Linked DNA regions of Mus musculus: region 1 is linked to region 2. Evidence: chromatin contacts called from public promoter capture Hi-C data. All regions are on one chromosome and are shown on one strand. Each heading gives the region's core, a stretch centred on a gene start, on an enhancer-like site or on the middle of the called end of the contact. The rest is flanking DNA. Distances are from core to core; before and after follow the strand shown. Region 1 overlaps Arfgap3 (ADP-ribosylation factor GTPase activating protein 3). Region 2 holds the start of Septin3 (septin 3).

Region 1 (3,173 bases), core at 344-2,843, 1.0 Mb before region 2:
ATACACACATATACATGCATACACACACACATGCACATACACACATATACATGCATACACATGCACACATATACACATACATACACACACATATACATGCATACACACATACACATATACACATATATACATACACATATACACCCACACACATACACCCTTGAAGCCATTCAAATTGATGTGCTAAGTGGTGTGGGCATTTCTAAGGAATAGCTGAGAGCAGAGTGTCAACTCTGGCTGCCCCTCATACTGATCATAATGACAGTGATGTGGGATGTTGCCCCACCCACCTGTGACCTCCATCATCTCCAGGCCCTGGCTTGGGGTGACTGGGAGGTGGAGAACCAAGGGAACAAGCCCACCCCCATCTCTCTTCAGCAGTTCTTGGAGTCTGACTCTGCCTCTATTTCTGCCTAGTTTGAAACCCGGGCGCGGCTGGAGAGGCTCTCCACCAGCTCCTCCATAAGCTCTGCAGACCTTTTTGATGAGCAGAGGAAGCAGACTGCAGGTGAGGCTCACCAGGGCTCCAGGGCATCCCCAGCCCCAGCGCGTGCATCCCCATAGGACCTTCCCTTCCCAAGATTCCACACCCTAGTACCCTAAGCCTTGTCCCTATGTGAGCAATGAGAGCTGAGGTGTCCCCTGAGACGGAAGTCATGACATTTATGCCACAGTGCCCCTGTCATTTGGCAACTTAGTATCAAGATCATTGTTCATAGAGGTGGCAGGGGTTCCTGTGACCTGTGAGATGCCAGCCACTGGCTAGTTGGCCTCTGTCTCTTTCCTGTGGAATGGTTGACCTGAGATACTGTGTACGGTATCAGTCCTGGAGTGAGCCCCAGGAGCCACCTCACAGGCCCTGAGCCCTCAGGATGCACAGGTGGGAAGGAGCGAGTAACTCCGAAAAAGACTCGGTACAGCTTGGGAATTGACAGGTGGAGAGGAAGGGCCTGGCTGCACTGCCTGCTACATCTCTGCATGGGGCGTCTGGTCATCCCCGGGCTGGAGTCCACCCAGGAGCTCAGAGTAGGCCCTTCACTGCCTGGACAGAGCTGTGCCTTCTGCATTGACCTCTGTACCCCCTATCCCGGAAGGCCTACATGAACACCGCGCACAGCCCACCAGGCCACAGGGCGAGCATGAAATGGCAGCAGCCTCTGAGGTCGTTTCAGGAAAAGAACTAAGAGGAAGAGATCTCAGGCGCCAGCGTTGCAGGCTGAGTGCTCTCTGTACGCTGGATTGCACACTTCACAACCTGACTGGCTTTGGTGTGCAGAAGGCCTGAGCATTTGTGTAGGGTAACCATCCTGGTGGCCACACCGTCTCTCAGACATGTGGATCAGACATGTGTATTGGATGCCGCTTCCACAGAGGAGGAGTAGGGTAGTCTCGACTCTCTGGAACTTTCTGTGTGGAGGTTTGGGCCTTAGATACAGCAGCACTAACCAGCTTCCTGGGCCTAAGCCAGGAGAACCATTCTAGGCTGGTGTGTGCTGGCAAAGTGGCTGGCAGGTAGGCAACAGTGTTCAGAGAGACAGGAGGGCCAGCTGGCTGCGCTGGTGCCTGACAGGGCAGAGGCTGCTGTTCTTGGTCAGTCACTGCCCGGTGAAGCTTTAGCTAGGGCCACCCTGACTCCTGGCTTCAGTCTGACCCTCACATCATAGCCTTCTGTCGGGCCAGCTTCCTGCTGGGATGTGACCCTGGCACAAAGGCGCTCCGCCTCCTCAAGGTCTCCCAGCAGAGCGCCTGCCCTGGCAGTGCCGGAGCCAGTCAGACAGCTCAGTCCCAAGGCCAAGGCTGTTGAAGTCTCTGAATGCTTTTCTAATGAATTTCCTGGAACATTTACTCCAAAACATTATTGTTATAAAAACAAAGCGAAACAAAACAAAAAGAAGAAGAAAAAAAAAAAAAACGAGAGAGCTCTTTGAAGGGAACACACCCTTCTGCCCTGCATGTTGTTACAGAGCTCAGGCCAGCTCAGACTTCCTCCTGCCCCAACCACAGAACAAAGGTCCACTGAACTCTGACCCTGGGCCCATAGCAACTCAGTATTGTGAGGTACTCCCTAGGGCGCCAGGCCACCCCTGACTCTGGCGACTATGGCTAGCTGTCTGCCTTGAGCAGAACTTGCCCCTCTACTGAGCCCAGGTAGGTGGGACTGTTGTGGCTGCCTGCCTGAACCCCCCTTACCCCGCCTCCGAGCTGCTGGATGGCCTTACAGAGGACTACTCATTCTATAGACCAGGCCGGCCTCGAACTCGGAGATCTGCCTGCTAAGGATGCCTCATTTGGCATGCATGCACAGCTGCAAAGAGCCTATGCTAGTGTTGGAAGCAGGTCTGTGTGGCCTCATTCCCATCACTCTCGGGTCAGATCAAGCAGGCTGGGGTTCATGGCCCATGTGTGCTTCCTGGGAAGTAGATGCTCTATGAGGCGTGCTAGACATCGTGCATGGTACTCAGGGCTGGTGTCTGCCAGAGAAGGTTGAAAGACTGAGTGGGGAGCTCGGAGATCATCAGAGCCACCAGCGCAGCAGGGCCAGAGAGTGTGTGGGCTGTGGACTGGGCCCTGTGTGGGAAGGATAGAGTGCTCAGGGCCCCAGATGCGAGAGTAGGGGAAAGAGTGACAGCCATGTTAGGGAAAGGCTATTTCCCACTTCCCCGCTTATCCCTTGGTGCTTTTAGCATGTAAGAGTGTGTTGTATGTATGTGTATATGTGTGTGTGCGCGTACCTGTGCACGTGGAGGACAGAGACTGGTGGGAATCTTCCCCCTTCACTCTCCACTCTCCATTCTTTAAGGCAGGTCTCTTAATTGAACCCAGAGCTCACAGATCGGACTAGTCTAACTGGCAGGTTGCTCTGGGAGATCTGCAGTCTCCTCCCTTCAATCTGGAATTACAGGTGGGCTGCCACGCCCATCATGGGCTATGATCCGAACCCCTCCTCACACTTGATGAGTTCTTTATCCAGAGAGCCATCTCCCCAACTGCCCTCCCCCTGCCCAGTGTCTCTTTCAAGGACAGATTGTTCCAGTGTACCGTAAGCTATGGCCCCACATCCTGAACCACCCTCTTGCTGAGCTGCCTCCGTGCAAAGTTGGCTCAGGGGCCAGGCGTGCAGCCTGTGTGAGCATGTGGGCATGCGGGCCTGCAGCTCCAGGCTCAGCGTGTTC
Region 2 (3,058 bases), core at 236-2,735:
TGAAGTTTGGAACAGGAGAAGCAGGATGCAAGGGGGCTCTTGTTCTGCCTTAAGGGATGGCTTTAGCCTATCATCTCTGGCCATGTATTTCTCTCAACTGTCCAGCCTCTCTGCCTCTTCTCCATTAGGCATATCCCTGCCGCCCTGACCTCTCTTGCCCACTGTTCCCACCACATGCACCTGGGCACACCGTGTTCACCCTTCGCTTAGCCACAGACCCAAGGACCAGAACTCCTGAGGTCACCTTGTTCTTGTGTCACTAGATCCTTGCCTCCTCAGTGAGCCCCGTGTCCTGTGAACACCTTGGTTCTACCCTCCCCACATACCCACACACACACACACACACACACACACACACAAACAGGCAGGCACACCTACCTGGATCAGAAGACAGAAAAGAAGCCGGTGGTTTTCAGTCAAGGAAGCTGACCTCTTGCAGACCCCACCCACTCCTCTGCACCCAGAGGCTAGCCATGTGGCCGGGCTCAGAGACCTCTCTTCTCTGGGTCCTCTCTTGAGCTTTCACTAAGCCTCCTGATCATAGTCCACTAGCTGAGGGCCCAGTTCTCCCCTGACCTGTCCCTCTCGCTGGACTGGGCTCCGGGCAGGGAGGCTCTGGCCTCTTGAGAGTGGGTGGCAGTGAATGGCTGCTCTGAGTCTCTGGAATCCTACAGAGCTATGGGCGTCAGCCAGCTGAGCTGCCCTATACGCGCAGAGCCACCTAGGGAGGGGATGGCACATAACCCATGTGTCCTTGTCTCCAAGACTGGACCCTTGAGAAGTGTCACCAGTAAGAGAGAACTGAGCTACTCCAACGGTGATGTCCCTGTTTGTCTCATGCCCTCCCACTTTCCCTCTGCAACCACCTAAGACTTTGCTGACCCCAGGGCCATCTGTGTCCATGCTCCTGCGGTTGTGCTTCATGTTGGGATTTCTGTGTATACAACTGTACCCTTCAAATCCATTCTCTGAGACCCATCCTGCTTCAGACAGATCCTCTGCTAAGTAAGACTCGGGGTATGAAGCTAGCCAGCCCCGGGCCAGACCTCAAAGAAATCCACAGACCTACCCCAGCTGTCTCTGGTGAGGCAGATCCTCAGCAGCCTGTGGCCACTGGGCTAAGAACCTTTTCCTGGGTTCCCCAGCACCAGGCTGCTCTGTCACATGATAGTATGAGAAGGACCGTGGTGGGAAGAGACGCCATTGGCTGGGTACTTACTCTGTGCCAGGGACTGAGCCAGGCTGGAGAAACTCAGAGTCTTCTGCCAAAGCCAGGCCCGTAAGCAGATGGGCACAGCATCTCAGCCACAGAGTGCAGGCCACAGACGTGCCCTAAACACTCACTCTGAGCCAGGAGCCAAGCCCAACGTTCTCTTGGCATGTCCTCGACCCATCATCTTGCCACTTCCTTTCTGCCATACCCCACAACACTGGGGGCTCTGGCCTGCTTTCCTGTGAGCTGCTCGCCTTGGCGAGTGAGCTTCTGGCCGGCCAATAGAACTTTCTGTGATAATGGAAATGTTCTATGTGTCCACTGTCCAATAAAATAGCCACCAGCCACAGGCGGCTCCCGAGCACTTACCACTATTCTATGATGACCAAGGACCTGGATTTTTTTTTTCAATTTTATTTCATTTGAATGTCCATCTACCATATTGGACAGCAAAGTCCTGAAAGACGCAGATCTTATCCTTCTCTGGGTCCCAGGGCCTAACAAGAATCACTCAGCATGTTTCTCACAGTGACTGAATGATGAACGTGTGGGCCCAGGATCCTCTTCTCTTCTCATCCCATTCTCATCCCTCTGAGCCTTAGGTTGCCATAGCTGGCTATGCCCTGGTTACCAGGCAACCTGCAAGCAATCACAGTGGAGGGGGAGGGGCGCTGTCTGAGTTCTTTCCCCTCCCTACATGTTTTGAGGCCCTGAGAAAAGAAAGAGGTGGCAAAATCAGCCTGGACACCCTGGGGAGCCGGCTCTGTAGGGCCTACACTGCCTTATTACCTCCTGGAGATCAAGCAGCTGGGTGGGGCTGAAGTCAGGGGCCCTGGGTTCTCCTTGCCTGACCACTCATTATAAGACTCCTGTCCAATAGGCCAGGAGGTGGTGGCACACACTTTTAATCCCAGCACTAGGAGGTAGAGGCCGGTATCAGTAAGTTCCAGAACAGCCAGGGCTTTACACAGAAATCCTGTCCCGGAAAAAAACAAGCAAACAAAAAAACCAAACCTAACAACAATAACAAAACCCTCCTAGTTCTCAGCTGTCTTCTCAGTTAGAGATTAGATGCCCTGAAGTGATTTCTTCCAGCCTGAAGATCTAGAATCCACCCCGCCTCCCTCCTTTCAGAGCAAGACCCGCGTCCCATCCATCTCTGTCTTTCGCCTGCTGGTCTGCCTCCTTTCCCTCCAGGGTTGACTGACCATCTCTGAGCAAACCTCTTGTCATTTTTTCTATCTGCAGCCGCTGTAGCCGAGACATTTGTACTCAGCGTCATGTATATAGGTATAGAATACAGTCCTATACATCGAGTACTTACTGAGAATAATTCAAAGGAATTGATCCATTTTGCCTGGGGATTGGTATAGTGACAGAGCTCCCGGCTGACGTGCATAAAACTCTGAGTTCAGTCCCCAGAGCCACAGAAACAACAAAACAGAATAACACCAAATAGATAACATTAATTTGAAAAAAAGAAATTTATTTTAAAATAATTCTTTGGTACACGTAAAAGTTTACCATTTGTTAAAGACAAAGGCAAATTTGCATATTAATGAGGTAGAGATGTTCGTTTGTTTTTATGAAACTAAATCTTAGCTGTTTCAGTGGGTTTTTTCCTAGAACTGATGGATATTTTGATTGTATCATTGGCAATGCTCAGACTGCCATTTTGCATAAATTAAAATAATAGCAAATGGCCTGTATTCAGAAATTGTTAGAAATGTGTTACCCTACTCCCAAGTCAGATCTCCCTTAGTCTTCTTCTGAAACTCCAGACAGCAGCTGAAGCAGATGTTTTTGTTTTAGATGGGGTCTTACATATACCAAGTTGGCCCTAAA

The links. Promoter capture Hi-C pulls out the DNA fragments that hold promoters and counts their contacts.
Region 1: a promoter capture Hi-C map of liver shows a contact between it and region 2, with 3 times the contacts expected there. The contact joins the enhancer-like site here to the promoter of Septin3 in region 2. A contact is called at or near these places in 2 of 39 promoter capture datasets (hippocampal neurons and liver), 1 of 115 datasets of contacts at active chromatin or transcription factors (embryonic forebrain) and 1 of 9 other capture datasets (embryonic stem cells).

The regions. Positions count from the first base shown.
Region 1 is chr15:83,304,216-83,307,388 of GRCm38.p6, reverse strand. Arfgap3 (ADP-ribosylation factor GTPase activating protein 3) reads left to right here. Exons shown (of 16, transcript NM_001357756.1): 14 at 418-508. Among named protein-coding and RNA genes, the nearest start is that of Gm32788, 9.0 kb to the right of the region's middle. Within about 2 kb of position 1,593, at least 94 of the 459 cell types and tissues checked have an H3K27ac peak or open chromatin away from gene starts, as enhancers often do. A contact at or near this core is called in embryonic stem cells and liver, where this site is marked.
Region 2 is chr15:82,267,229-82,270,286 of GRCm38.p6, reverse strand. Septin3 (septin 3) reads right to left here and starts at 1,485. Exons shown (of 12, transcript NM_001368785.1): 1 at 1,220-1,485. All of the region lies in intron 2 of Gm52180 (a long non-coding RNA gene), which reads left to right.